Regions from separate parts of the Pan troglodytes genome. Here region 2 is linked to region 1. A link is a contact called in public Hi-C data. All regions are on one chromosome and are shown on one strand. The core of a region is the stretch at or near the end of the contact, and the rest is flanking DNA. Distances in the headings are between cores, read along the strand shown.

The links. Hi-C and Micro-C count contacts between places; a contact is called where the count stands out from the background.
Region 2: a contact with region 1 is called in a Hi-C map of induced pluripotent stem cells, with 2.0 times the contacts expected there. The contact joins two enhancer-like sites. A contact is called at or near these places in 2 of 7 Hi-C or Micro-C datasets (induced pluripotent stem cells and stem cell-derived neural progenitor cells).

Annotation. Positions count from the first base shown.
Region 1 is chr11:13,835,351-13,841,362 of NHGRI_mPanTro3-v2.0_pri, forward strand. All of the region lies in intron 2 of NR6A1 (nuclear receptor subfamily 6 group A member 1), which reads left to right. Among named protein-coding and RNA genes, the nearest start is that of MIR181A-2, 76 kb to the left of the region's middle. Within about 2 kb of position 2,986, at least 2 of the 24 cell types and tissues checked have an H3K27ac peak or open chromatin away from gene starts, as enhancers often do. A contact at or near this core is called in induced pluripotent stem cells, where this site is marked.
Region 2 is chr11:13,900,805-13,906,816 of NHGRI_mPanTro3-v2.0_pri, forward strand. It overlaps NR6A1 (nuclear receptor subfamily 6 group A member 1), which reads left to right. Exons shown (of 10, transcript NM_001280163.1): 3 at 620-862. Among named protein-coding and RNA genes, the nearest start is that of NR5A1, 45 kb to the right of the region's middle. Within about 2 kb of position 3,192, at least 3 of the 24 cell types and tissues checked have an H3K27ac peak or open chromatin away from gene starts, as enhancers often do. A contact at or near this core is called in induced pluripotent stem cells, where this site is marked.

The DNA of each region.
Region 1 (6,012 bases), core at 1,736-4,235:
AGAGCATGGTCCCTACTCTGTCTGCCTCACATGATAGTTAGAAGGATGAAATAGAGAAATGCAAGTTAAAGCCCCTCCCAAGGGCAGAGCATTATATAAGTGTAAAATAGGCATGGTTTTGTAAGGATGTATCTTTTTAAACCTTTTTTTTTTTTTAAAACAATGAGACATGTTTCACATATCATAATTTACTCTGTACAGTTCAGCGATGTTTGGTATATTTACCAAGTTTTGCAACCATTACCACAAATCAGTTTTAGAACATTTTCATCATCTTAATAAGGACCTTTCTGCCCTTTTACTGTTAAACCCAGCAATCCTTAATCCTACTGTCTCTATAGATTTGTCTTTTCTGGACATGTCATATAAATTGAATTATACCATATGTATTATCTGTGTCTTGCTGCTTTCACGTAGCATGGTGGATTTGAAGTTTGTCCGTGCCATAGCACTTGAGTAGTCAGTTCCTTTTTGTGCTGAATATATTCCAGTGTATGGATATGCCATACATTTTATCTATCCATTCACCAGTTGATGAGCATTTGTGAATAATGCTACTAGGAACATTCACATGCAAGTCTTTGGACATATGTTTTCATTTCTCTTGGGAATAAGGGTATATCTTTTAATTATAAAAGTACTTCATGCCTATTCTGAAAAATTATTTACGGAAGTATAAAACTTGGTAAATCAAAGTTACCTCCTTAATTCAACTTCTCAGAGGTAGTGATGTTAATAATAATCATTATCATCTTCTGTATCTTCTGAGCATTTGCTATATGGCAGGTACCTTATTTATATATATTCATTTATATTGTGCTACCTTATTTGTGTGTATTCAGTTATTTTTATATATGTATATAAAACAATAAAATTAATTGAATTTTCTTTTTTTTTGGAGATGAAGTTTCGCTCTTGTTGCCCAGGCTGGAGTGCAATGGTGCAATCTTGGCTCACTGCAACCTCTGCCTCCCAAGTTCAAACGATTCTTCTGCCTCAGCCTCCCAAGTAGCTGGGATTACAGGCATGCACCACCATGCTTGGCTAATTTTGTATTTTTAGTAGAGACGGGGTTTCACCATATTGGTCAGGCTGGTCTCGAACTCCTGGCCTCAGGTGATCCACCTGCCTCGGCCTCCCAAAGTGCTGGGATTACAGGCGTGAGCCACCTCAGCCAGCCAATAAAATAAATGAATTGAATTTTCATCATAATCCTTTGAAGGCAATATGTGCCCCCCTCCCTATTTTACAGATAAGGAAACTGAAGTTTGAGGATGAAGTGTAAAGTCACACTTCTAGTAAGCAGCAGGCCAAAATTGAAACCTGGGCAGTCTGATGTATATACTCTGGTTCTAGACTTTCCAAACATGCAGTTTTTTTAAAAAAAGTAAAAATTATAGTCCAGGTATGGTGGCTCATGCCTGTAACCCCAGCACTTTGGGAGGCCAAGGCAGGCAGATTGCTTGAGCTCAGGAGTTTGAGACCAGCCTGGGAAACGTGGTGAAACACTGTCTCTACAGAGATACAAAAATTAGTCAGGTGTGGTGGCAGGCGCTTGTAGTCCCAACTACTTGGTAGGCCAAGGCAGGAGGATCACTTTAGCCCAGGAGGCGGAGGTTGCATTGAGCCAAGATTGCGCCACTGCACTCCAGCCTGGGCGACAGAGGGAGACCCTGTCTCAAAAAAAAATTTTTTTTAAATTAAAATTACATACTTAATTGTGTAGCTTGTTTTATTTCACTTAATTTGTGTTAGAGATTGTTCCATGATATGATTCATGGATCTGTCTCATTGTTTTAATGAATGGTTGCGTTAATAGATATGCCAGGATTTATTTCATTCATCTTTTGTTGGTGGGAATTAGATTGTTTTTATTTGTTCTCTATTATGAATAGGGCTGCAGTGAATATCCTTGTATAATACTTTGCTTACTTATGGCATTACTTTTGTAGCGTAAAACCCTGGAAGTGGAATTTCTAGGTGAAAGAGTTTATGCATTTGAATCTTGGTGCTGCTAAATTCGTCCTCCCCCAAATGGTGGTAAATACTGCTCCCACCCCTACTCTCCTACCACCTCAACTCTGCAATCAGGGTATAAGAGAGCCTGCTTTCCTGTTCTCACCAATGCTGTATTATTTATTATGACTGTAGTGTGGGCTGTGATACAGATCATATAAATGTTCTAGGGAGAAGTTAGCATATCAGTGGCAGTGAACAAATGGCAAATAATAGTTGTTGTGTCTGGCCTCTTGATAGGTAAGGATGTGGTATTTCCCTAGACCTTCAAGAGCTGAAATATCGAGTGGCCCAAACTTTAGTTCAGATTAATTTAGGATGACTCACTTGGTTAATGATCTAAAGTGAACACTGTTGGAGACATTTCAACCATAGTGATTTCTGTTTTCTTTGACCTGTAACCTAACTGCTCTGGGCTCGTGGTTACCTTTCTTTTTCCTTTATTCTATTTTTTTAATTTTTTGAGATAGAGTCTCACTCTGTTGCCCGGGCTGGAGTGCAGTGGTGCAATCTCGGCTCAATGCAACCTCCGCCTCCCGGGTTCAAGTAATTCTCCTGCCACAGCCTCCTGAGTAGCTGGGATTACAGGCACATGCCACCACGCCCATCTAATTTTTTGCATTTTTAGTAGAGATGGGGTTTCATTATGTTGTCCAGGGTGGTCTCGAACTTTTGTCCTCAAGTGATCCGCCTACCTCGGCCTCCCAAAGTGCTGGGATAACAAGTGTGAGCCACCGTACCTGGCCATGGTTACCTTTCAACTCATTGCTGCTTACAGTATCCTTCCCTTGCCCCCAGCTCAGTTTAAAATGAAGCCAAGTAAAGGGAATGAGAAACCAGACATTTGTGATGGATATGTAGGTTTGCCCTTTCCATTCTTTCTTTCAACAGAAACTGCCAAAATGAGGCCAGCAGCATAATGCATCCCCTGTTTAGTCTCCCCAGGGGTTGGGCTTCAGTAATCTTTGTTGCTTGGCAAGATTCTAGTTGATAAGGGTTTGGTATGGCCAGTAGAGCAGTATATATACCTGTTTAAGAGGAGGTGACTTTTTTTTATCTTGGTGCCAGTTAAGGAATCAAGGACACTGAGTGTTAGGTGTTGCTAGTTGTGGATAATCCCAGTTATCTTGCAGGTACGAGGGTCTGCCATACCTCCCAAATTTTGGAAGCCCTGGTTAGCATGTTCTGTGGATTTTGCCTTTGTCTTCTGATCACTTTTCTTCACTCCCCAGGCTTAATGTCTGCATCCTGAGGCCTTGTTGGTCTGGGGGATGCTGCCCTCTGCTGGTGGACTCTAGGACACCCACAGCAGTTTGGATGGGTCCAATCACTAGGGGAACTGACAAAGCTGTAGGGAGCCAGTCATAAAGCTTTCTATAGTTTCCAACTTCATAACCCAGCCCTAAGACTTTTTCCTTTGAAAATAGCTCATCAGAGACTAGAAAAGATACAAGTACAGAAACTTTCCCTGTAGCATTATTTGTAGTGGCCAAATAATAACACCTAGGTGCCCTGCGCTAGCTAATTGTGTTTCCATTCAGTTGACTGGCTTACAGCTGCTGAAATTGACTATATAAAAGACAAAAATAGAATGAAAATATTTACCACAAAACAAAAACCAGGCAGAATATACCAATTGCAGCCATTGAAGAAATGCCTTATGTAGGATAAGGGCCACCCGGGAATCTTCAAAATTGGTTCTCAAAGCTGGAGTGATTTCCTTTGATGTTAGTAGTGCTAATAAACAATGGGAGGGAGGAACTAGCTGAATGATTGGCAGCCTGGCTGAAATCTAGAATGAGTGACTTGCAGATTGACTGGGTGAAGTCTAAAAGTCTGGTTTCTAATCTCCTTACCCATCTCTCCATCTTGGCTCTTCCTCTACTGATCAGTATTTAGGTTTCTTCTGACTTTTTAAAATTGTAATAAATGTGCCTTATACGTATATTTTTGTGAACATGTGTATTTCTCTAAGATGGAGAGAAGTGGTATTTTTGGGTCACAGGGTGTGTGTAGTTTAAATGTTGGTAGATCCTGTAAGCTGTTTTCAAGTTGTACATCAACCACCAGCATTGTATGAGCATACCCATTTCTTCAAAACTTTACCACTGAAATATATCACTATTTTTAATTTTTTGCCAATCTGATGAGAAATGGTTTATAATGGTTGCTTTACTTTTGAGTTTTTATTAGTGACCTTTTCACTGTTACTCATTCTAATCATATTGGGGCATCTTTGCCTGGTCATATTCTTTGTCCATTGGGTGGTTTGCTTGTCTTTTTCCTACTGATTTTTAGGAACTCTTTATGTTTTGTAAATACTAATATATGTGTGTGTATAAGTATGTATATATATTTTGGGATCTTTGCCTTTTAGAAGTTAGACCTTTATATAGATGCAGATATGATCATCATTTCTTTAATGATACCTGGATTTCATGTTATGCTTAGAAAGACACCCCCTCTGTATATTATAATATATATGTTTTTGTTTATGTGGTTGTGGGATTGTGATTAGTTCTAGTTCTTTTTTTTTTTTTTTTTTTTTTTGAGATGGAGTCCCGCTTTGTCGCCCAGGCTGGAGTGCATTGGCGCGATCTTGGCTCACTGCAATCTCCGCCTCCCAGGTTCAAGCGATTCTCCTGCTTCAGCCAGTGGAGTAGCTTGGGATTACAGGCATGCGCCACCATGCCTGGCTAATTTTTGTATTTTCAGTAGAGTTGGGGTTTCACCATGTTGGTTGGCGAGGCTGGTCTTGAACTCCTGGCCTCAGGTGATCTGCTCACCTCGGCCTCCCAAAGTGCTGGGATTACAGATGTGAGCCACTGCGCCTGTCCAATTAGTTCTTTTGTATCTCAGGAAATTTCTGTTTCATGAGCTGCCAACAAGTTTTATGGCCAAATAAAACTTGGTTTTAAAACAGAAATGAGCTGGGCGTGGTGACTCACGCCTGTAATCCCAGCTTTGTGAGGCCGAGGCAGGCAGATCACCTGAGGTCAGGAGTTCAAGACCAGCCTGACCAACATGGTCATGGAGGTTGCAGTGAGCAGAGATTGTGCCACTGCACTCCAGCCTGGGCTACAGAGCGAGACTCTGTCTCAAAATAAATAAATAAATAAATAAATAAATAAAACCTAAGATTGTACAAGTACTAAGTGGCAAAGTTTTTCTGGCTCCAAACATTCTAGCTACTGCTCATTTTAATTGTCTGAATTCCAGGAACATGTAAATTTTAACCTATAATCAGTCTTCTCTTGTTCAGCTCTTTGACAAAAGCCATGTGACTCAGTGTCTGCTTACCAAGTTTTGTATCATTCTGAAAAAAAAAAAAAAAAAAGCAAAAACCCTTATATTTCACAAGGATTTGTTAGGTGCTTTGTGGGGGAATGGAGAAAGTTGGAAGGTTGGGATAATTAGGATTACGAAATAGTTGAAATAAATATTGTGTTGCTACTGATTTTAATAACCTTTGCTAGTTTCCAGTGTTTGACCTCTATAGAATTCACCATATACACATGCAGGATTTTAAAGGTGCTATATGGGCCTTTAAGAGACCAGGATTTTACTTCTCAGTTTTGTACCTGGTGCCCACGCTGGAACCCCAACTATATGTGCCTACTCCAGTTTCCTCTCAGAGGCCTATTATCATTTTGCTGAGTGTTGATTTTCAAATCATTATGACTAGTTGTGAAACACTGTAAAAAGCATCCTACCCATTTTGCTTAATTTATCTTTCTAATTTACGGCATTGTAATGATGGAATTACATTCTATGCAGTTTTTAATGTGTTAGCCTGGAAGTTCAGCAATTTCTTTTTATGCTGCATTCATCTGAGCATTCTCAAAGTTACATGATAAAGAATCTAAGCTCTCCAACTTTGTATTAACTTGATCTGAATAGAAACATTCAGTGGAATCCAAGTATCTTATTTGTGTGAAAAGTGAACCTCACCAGGACTGAGTAAACACCATTAAAAGAGCAATACCAGGCTTTGAA
Region 2 (6,012 bases), core at 1,942-4,441, 66 kb after region 1:
GTGAGTTCCATGACTCTGGGGATCATGATGATTTATTTATGTCCTAGCACAGGGCCTGGACACAGAATAGATACTCTGCTAGAGTGTAAGCTTCACCAGGGGCTTCTGTTCACTGCTGTATTTGTGCCTTACAGCAGTTCCCAGGTAGAAGAGTTGCACAGTAAATATTTATTGGCTGGATGTCTGGCTGACCGGCTTAGCTCGGTATGGTTAGAACTCAATTACAGCTGTCATTTATTGGCTGTATATCATGTGTTAGGCCCTTACATATATGGTAAGTAATCCTTACCGTGCTCCTACAGGGTAGAATTGATGGGTTATAGATGAGCAGGGTAAGGGTGATAGAGGAGTCAAAGATTCTTTCTAGGTTTCAGTCTTAGATACTGATCCAAGTGTTGATGAAACCCAGGAGGAAGAGTTTAGGTAGACTGTGTTGTGGTATCTGCAACTACAGATACAGGGACTACTCTTGGGACAAGGATCCGAAGATGGGCCCCCTGTTTGCCCTTTAGCCTGGAGATAGTGGTGGTCTTAATCTACCCAGAGCAGAGTTGCTCACTTTAGGAACTGTAGGCTTAAAGCCATTATTTCCACTGTGTTCTAACTTGAACATGATCAGTTTCTGTTTCAGATGATCGGGCTGAACAACGAACCTGTCTCATTTGTGGGGACCGCGCTACAGGCTTGCACTATGGGATCATCTCCTGTGAGGGCTGCAAAGGGTTTTTCAAGCGGAGCATTTGCAACAAACGGGTATATCGATGCAGTCGTGACAAGAACTGTGTCATGTCTCGGAAGCAGAGGAACAGGTGCCAGTACTGCCGCCTGCTCAAATGCCTCCAGATGGGGATGAACCGGAAGGGTGAGTGGTGCTGATGGCTCTGATGGCCCATCCTTCATTCAAAACTTTACCTTTAGTGTCAGCTGTTTAGTTACTTATTCCTCAAGCTTGCACTACATATCAGGCCTTATAGTTTGTACTCATAACCAAAAATGAACCATTCTTGCCTATAAGACCTTCCTAAACTAGGTGGGGGGAAGAAAACTAGTGAGATGTTAAGGTGGGAATGAGTGCACAAGCCCTGTGTGACCAAGAACCCACTTAACAATCAGGTCTTAACTGGGATTAATATACTTCACTAGTTATTTCAGGAATGATGACAGAAGTAGAAATTTTTGGATGAAAAGGCATGAGGTAGGAGATTGCTGAATGCGGTATCATTTTGTTTGCTAGAAGCACGGTGTACTCAGAGGCTAGGCATGCTCAGAAGTCTGTGTCTAGGTTGGTGAGGAGTTTGGAATTTATTGGGAAGCTTTCCAAGAGCCATTAGCCTGAGATAATATGAACAAACTGACGTTCTAGTAGGATGAATATGAAGGGCTGTTTTGGAGGATGAATTGGGGCAGGGGAAACAGAAAAGCCACCTAGAAAGTTTTTAGTAGAGTCTAGAAGGAAATCTGAAGGATCTGAAGGAACAGGGGAAATAATGGCACACAGAGATGTTGAAGAAACTCATCTGATAGGAATTGGTGACATACTGAACATTGAGCAGCACCAGAAGTTGAAATCGAGGATGTGGATTAAGAGTAATGACCTTATCAGGGAGAAAAAAATGAAAAAAAAAAAAAAAAAGTCAAGCTAAAAAGCAGGGTGATTTCTCTATAGGACCCTCTGAAAAGAAAAGAAAAAGGGTGGGGCAAAATGTTGGCCTTGGCAATACTGAGTTTGAGATACCTGAGAAGGATGCATAAAGATGTCCACCAAGGAAGTTGGTTATATAGGATTGGAACTGAGATGAAAAGTCCTGCCTGCAAACAGGCTTCATGGAGCTGTTGGCACAGAGGTGGTAGTAAAAGTCTAGTCCATAGGTGAAATCACCCACAGAGAGAGCTTAGATACAGAAGAGAGAAGGGCCAGTGTCAGAAGCCTAGAGTGGTATTCCCATGGAGAGTGGAGAGTAGAATAGAGCAGTGTCATTCAGCAGAAAGAAGAGAGGCTCTAGAGGCAAACAGACTAGCTTTTAGCTCTGTGACCTTAGGAAGTTTGCTTTATATCTCCAATATTCAATTATCTTACCTTTAAGATGGTATGTTACTTACCCTTCAGAGTTCTCTACAGGATTAAGTATGATAACATATAAAATACCCAGCAAGGTATTAGGGGTTCATAGCAGCAGTGTTCAGGGATGGGGGTGTTAGTCAGATATAATGAACTATTCAAACTGGTTTTATAGCATTATGAATGCAGACATCCAGATATACTCAGACTGGTTTTATTGTGTATGAGATAAGAAGGACCTTTTAAAAACTTGCCCATCATGAAGAAAGGTAAGAGAGATGTGGAAGTGCATTTAGATAAATTTAGGTGGTTTATAATTTATTATAAATACTAATATTGAGCACTTATTTATGTACCCTCCATATATATATTCTACCACTGAATACATACAACAACCCTGTTATTAACTATTATCCCCAGTTTACAGATACAGCTTAGGGAGGTAAAATGAGTTAGCAATAGTTTAGGGGTGGTTATGTTGACAGTTAATAGTTAACTAAATTATAATTTGTTATTAAGCAGAGCTTGTACCTGCTTAATACGGACACGGACAATGTACTGCTTCACATGTCTACCATGTGGCATAGCTGTTTACATGTTGGAATGCCCTGTGTTTACTGGATGATGACTGCCATAGTAGGACATTTGAAGTGTTACCAAGTTTGTCCCCTGCCTGTCTTTCTAACTCATTTCTGAACACTGTGCCTCAGGGATGCCTTACACTGCTGTGCCTGTACTCAGGTTTTTTCCTCTACTTGGAGATCTTTTCCCTTCCCCACTGTCAGTTTCCTCTTATTGAAATCTTTTCCAGCCACCAATACCAAACATGTACTGTCTGAAGAGTCTGTCAACTTCCTGCCCTCACCCTGTTTTGGTTTTGGCCTCCACTTCTCTCATCTCCCTTTGTTGCCCTCACTGTGAGTATCTTATGAAAGCTTAGTTATTATGGGTTGCCTTCTTGACTGCTGTCTCTGATGAATCATCCTGCTTGTTCAGCTGGAGTGTGAGATTCTGAGGCTTCCAGCAAAACTCACCTGTTTTAGGGAAGAAGAAACTTAACCTTATAACCCCTCTGACCATAGTCAGAAGACACACGGAGTATGAGGGACAGGGAGCTAGCTGTCTCCTTAGGACTGTTTGCATGCAGAGCAGGCAGACTCAGTTGCCTGGTGAAGTCTGCGTCAGGGAGAGAAACTCTGCCACCTCCTGGTTGGTGCTGCGAAAGCAGGATTAAAATTGCAGCTGCCATGGGAGTATTTTGGGGGTAAGGAATGTTCTGTATGGACCTGTGGTGGTTCACACATAATTCTGTGCATTTGTCAAAACCCATAGAACTTTACACCACAAAAAAATAAATGTTACTATATGTGAAAATTTGTTTAATCAGCTAGGATGTTTTGGGGGTTACAGGGCAGAGAGAAAGAATGCACACTATGACAAATGAATCTAGCTGGTGTTACAAATGAGTCACATAACCACACTTAAGGGGTTGGAGAAAAAAGGAGCTAACCTTTGAAAAGTATTTTGACTGTATACTGTAAGGCTAAAAACAAAAAGAATTACATACAAACAAAGCACTCTAGTTTGTAAAATTTGTTTCTCTCATGGTTATGTGTTAGGAATTTTTTCGCTACTTCATTTGTATAATAGAGTAGAATCAGCAAGTAAATATATTGTGGACAATGAGAGTCAGGTTTCTCACATCAGAGAAAGAAAGAAGTTATAAATCAGCAAAGGAGAAGGCCAGAATGAATCCCCTCGTGCTAGATTGGAATCAGTGTATCAATATGTATTCGTGTTTCAGATAGATTTAAAAATACATAGATACCTTGTGTGGGTAGGTAAGTTAGTGTACATATGTATATTTCCAAGCTCTAGCCACTGAGAAGGGCTAGAAGCAGATACCCCAGGAGCAATGAGTACACCCAGCACCCAGATCTTGGCTTCCAAATATCAATGAAAGGAATGAGGACTCATTGGAAAACTGGTTGATTCCAAGGCTGGGGTAGGGGAAATGTAAAATGATCCTGGAGCATCTTAAGGGGCCAGCAAGTTAGGAAGTGCTTTCTAAAAAAAGAAAGGAAGCATATCAAAGGGCACAGAAGCCAACCTGAAAGAACTTCTGATGGCCAACGGTGGAACAACTTGAGGAACAATAACTGTAGGATTAATTTATAACCCAAAGGATAAAAATATCCATGAGTTCATACCGAAAGGAATAAGTGAATAAATAAAGAGAAGTGATCATTTTTCCTTTAAGTGAATTCTGATTAACAAATGTAGAAGGAGGCCAGGCTTAGTGGCTCACACCTGTAATCCCAGCACTTTGGGAGGCCAAGGCAAGAGGATCACTTGAGCCCTGGAGTTCAAGACCAGCCTGAGCAGCATAGTGAGACTCCATCTCTAAAAATATAAATATAAATATAAATGTAGAAGGAATGAGGGAAATAGAAAAATCACCATTAGGGCTGGGCACAGTGGTTCATGCCTGTAATCCCAATACTTTGGGAGGCCGGAGCAGGTGGATTGCTTAAGCTCAGGAGTTCAAGACCAGCCTTGGTATCATGCTGAAACCCCGTCTATACAAAAAAAAATACAAAAATTAGCTGGCACGGTGGCATGTGCCTACAGTCCCGGCTACTCTGGAGGCTAAGGTAAACCTGGGAGACGGAGGTTGCAGTAAGCCAAGACCACGCCACTGTACTCCACCCTGGGCAACAAACCAAAAAAAAAAAAAAAAAAAAATTCACCATTAGAACATCACAGTAATAATTGCGACAAGCAAAACCTACTAATGGATGCTAAATAAGTGGCATCAATGTCAACAGAAACAGAATATTTGCATAGTCTGCAAATATATAGTAATTACAAAGGGAAAAATAGTAAGTTTATTTAGAGAATTCTGACAGACATAACTTTAGCCAAGTGATCAAGATTAACAGTACCAATAAAACACACCAACATTGTATATACCCCCTGATATGAAACGCTGAGAAGGTCACACATATACACACACAGAGAGGTAAGTTCACTCAGTCTAATCCTGAGAAAACAAACAAGCCCATATTGAGGGACATTCTTCAGAATAACTGACATTTGACAAAATACCCATTTGAAAAGTGTCAAAGTCACAAAAAAACAAGGAAAGACTGAGCTGTCACAGATTGGAGAAGACTATGAAGGCATGACAGCTAAATGCAATGTGGGCCCCTGGATTGTGTTCTGGAACAAAAGATATCAGTGAAACAACTGGAGAAATCAAAATAAAGTATGTACTTTGGTTAATAGTATTGTACCAAAGTTAATTTCCTAGTTTTGATGACTAGACATGATTATGTCCATTGTTAAAAGGAGGAGGGTGTATGGGAACTCTCCATACTATTTTTGCAACTCTTGTATAAAGTCTAAACTTACCTCAAAATTTAAAAAATTAACTATTAAAAAAATGCAGCTGCCATTTGTGGCTGGGGCTTTTTCACCTATGTGCAAGACAGCTCTCTGTTGTCCTCCATCTTTGGATATGGAACTGAGTATCTTTTCAGACCTGAAAGTTGGCTGGTCAGAAAACTCCTTAGCAAAGCAATGAGGAAGATCTAAAGAAGGGTGGTGAATGGAGACTGGGCCCTGTCTGTCCATCCCCACTACTGCACTAGTATCCCCCATGTATGTTCCTTACCCATCTTGCAGTCTTCGGGATAAAGTCAGGCTCCTTAAGGTGATTTTCAAGGCCCCTGTGACACTGGCATCAGCCACCTGATCCCTTTCCTTCTCCATTTGGTGTTCCCCACTCACAATCTGCATTCCATCCTAGTTCTTCAAAAACCCAGTGATGTTTCCTGTTTTGCACATGTGGTTTCATCTGCCTGGAAGAAGAGGGGGTTTCATCCACCCCTTCTTCTACTCCTGACTTCAAGGTTCAAGGGACACCATCCCCCACCAGATAACCCTCCTGT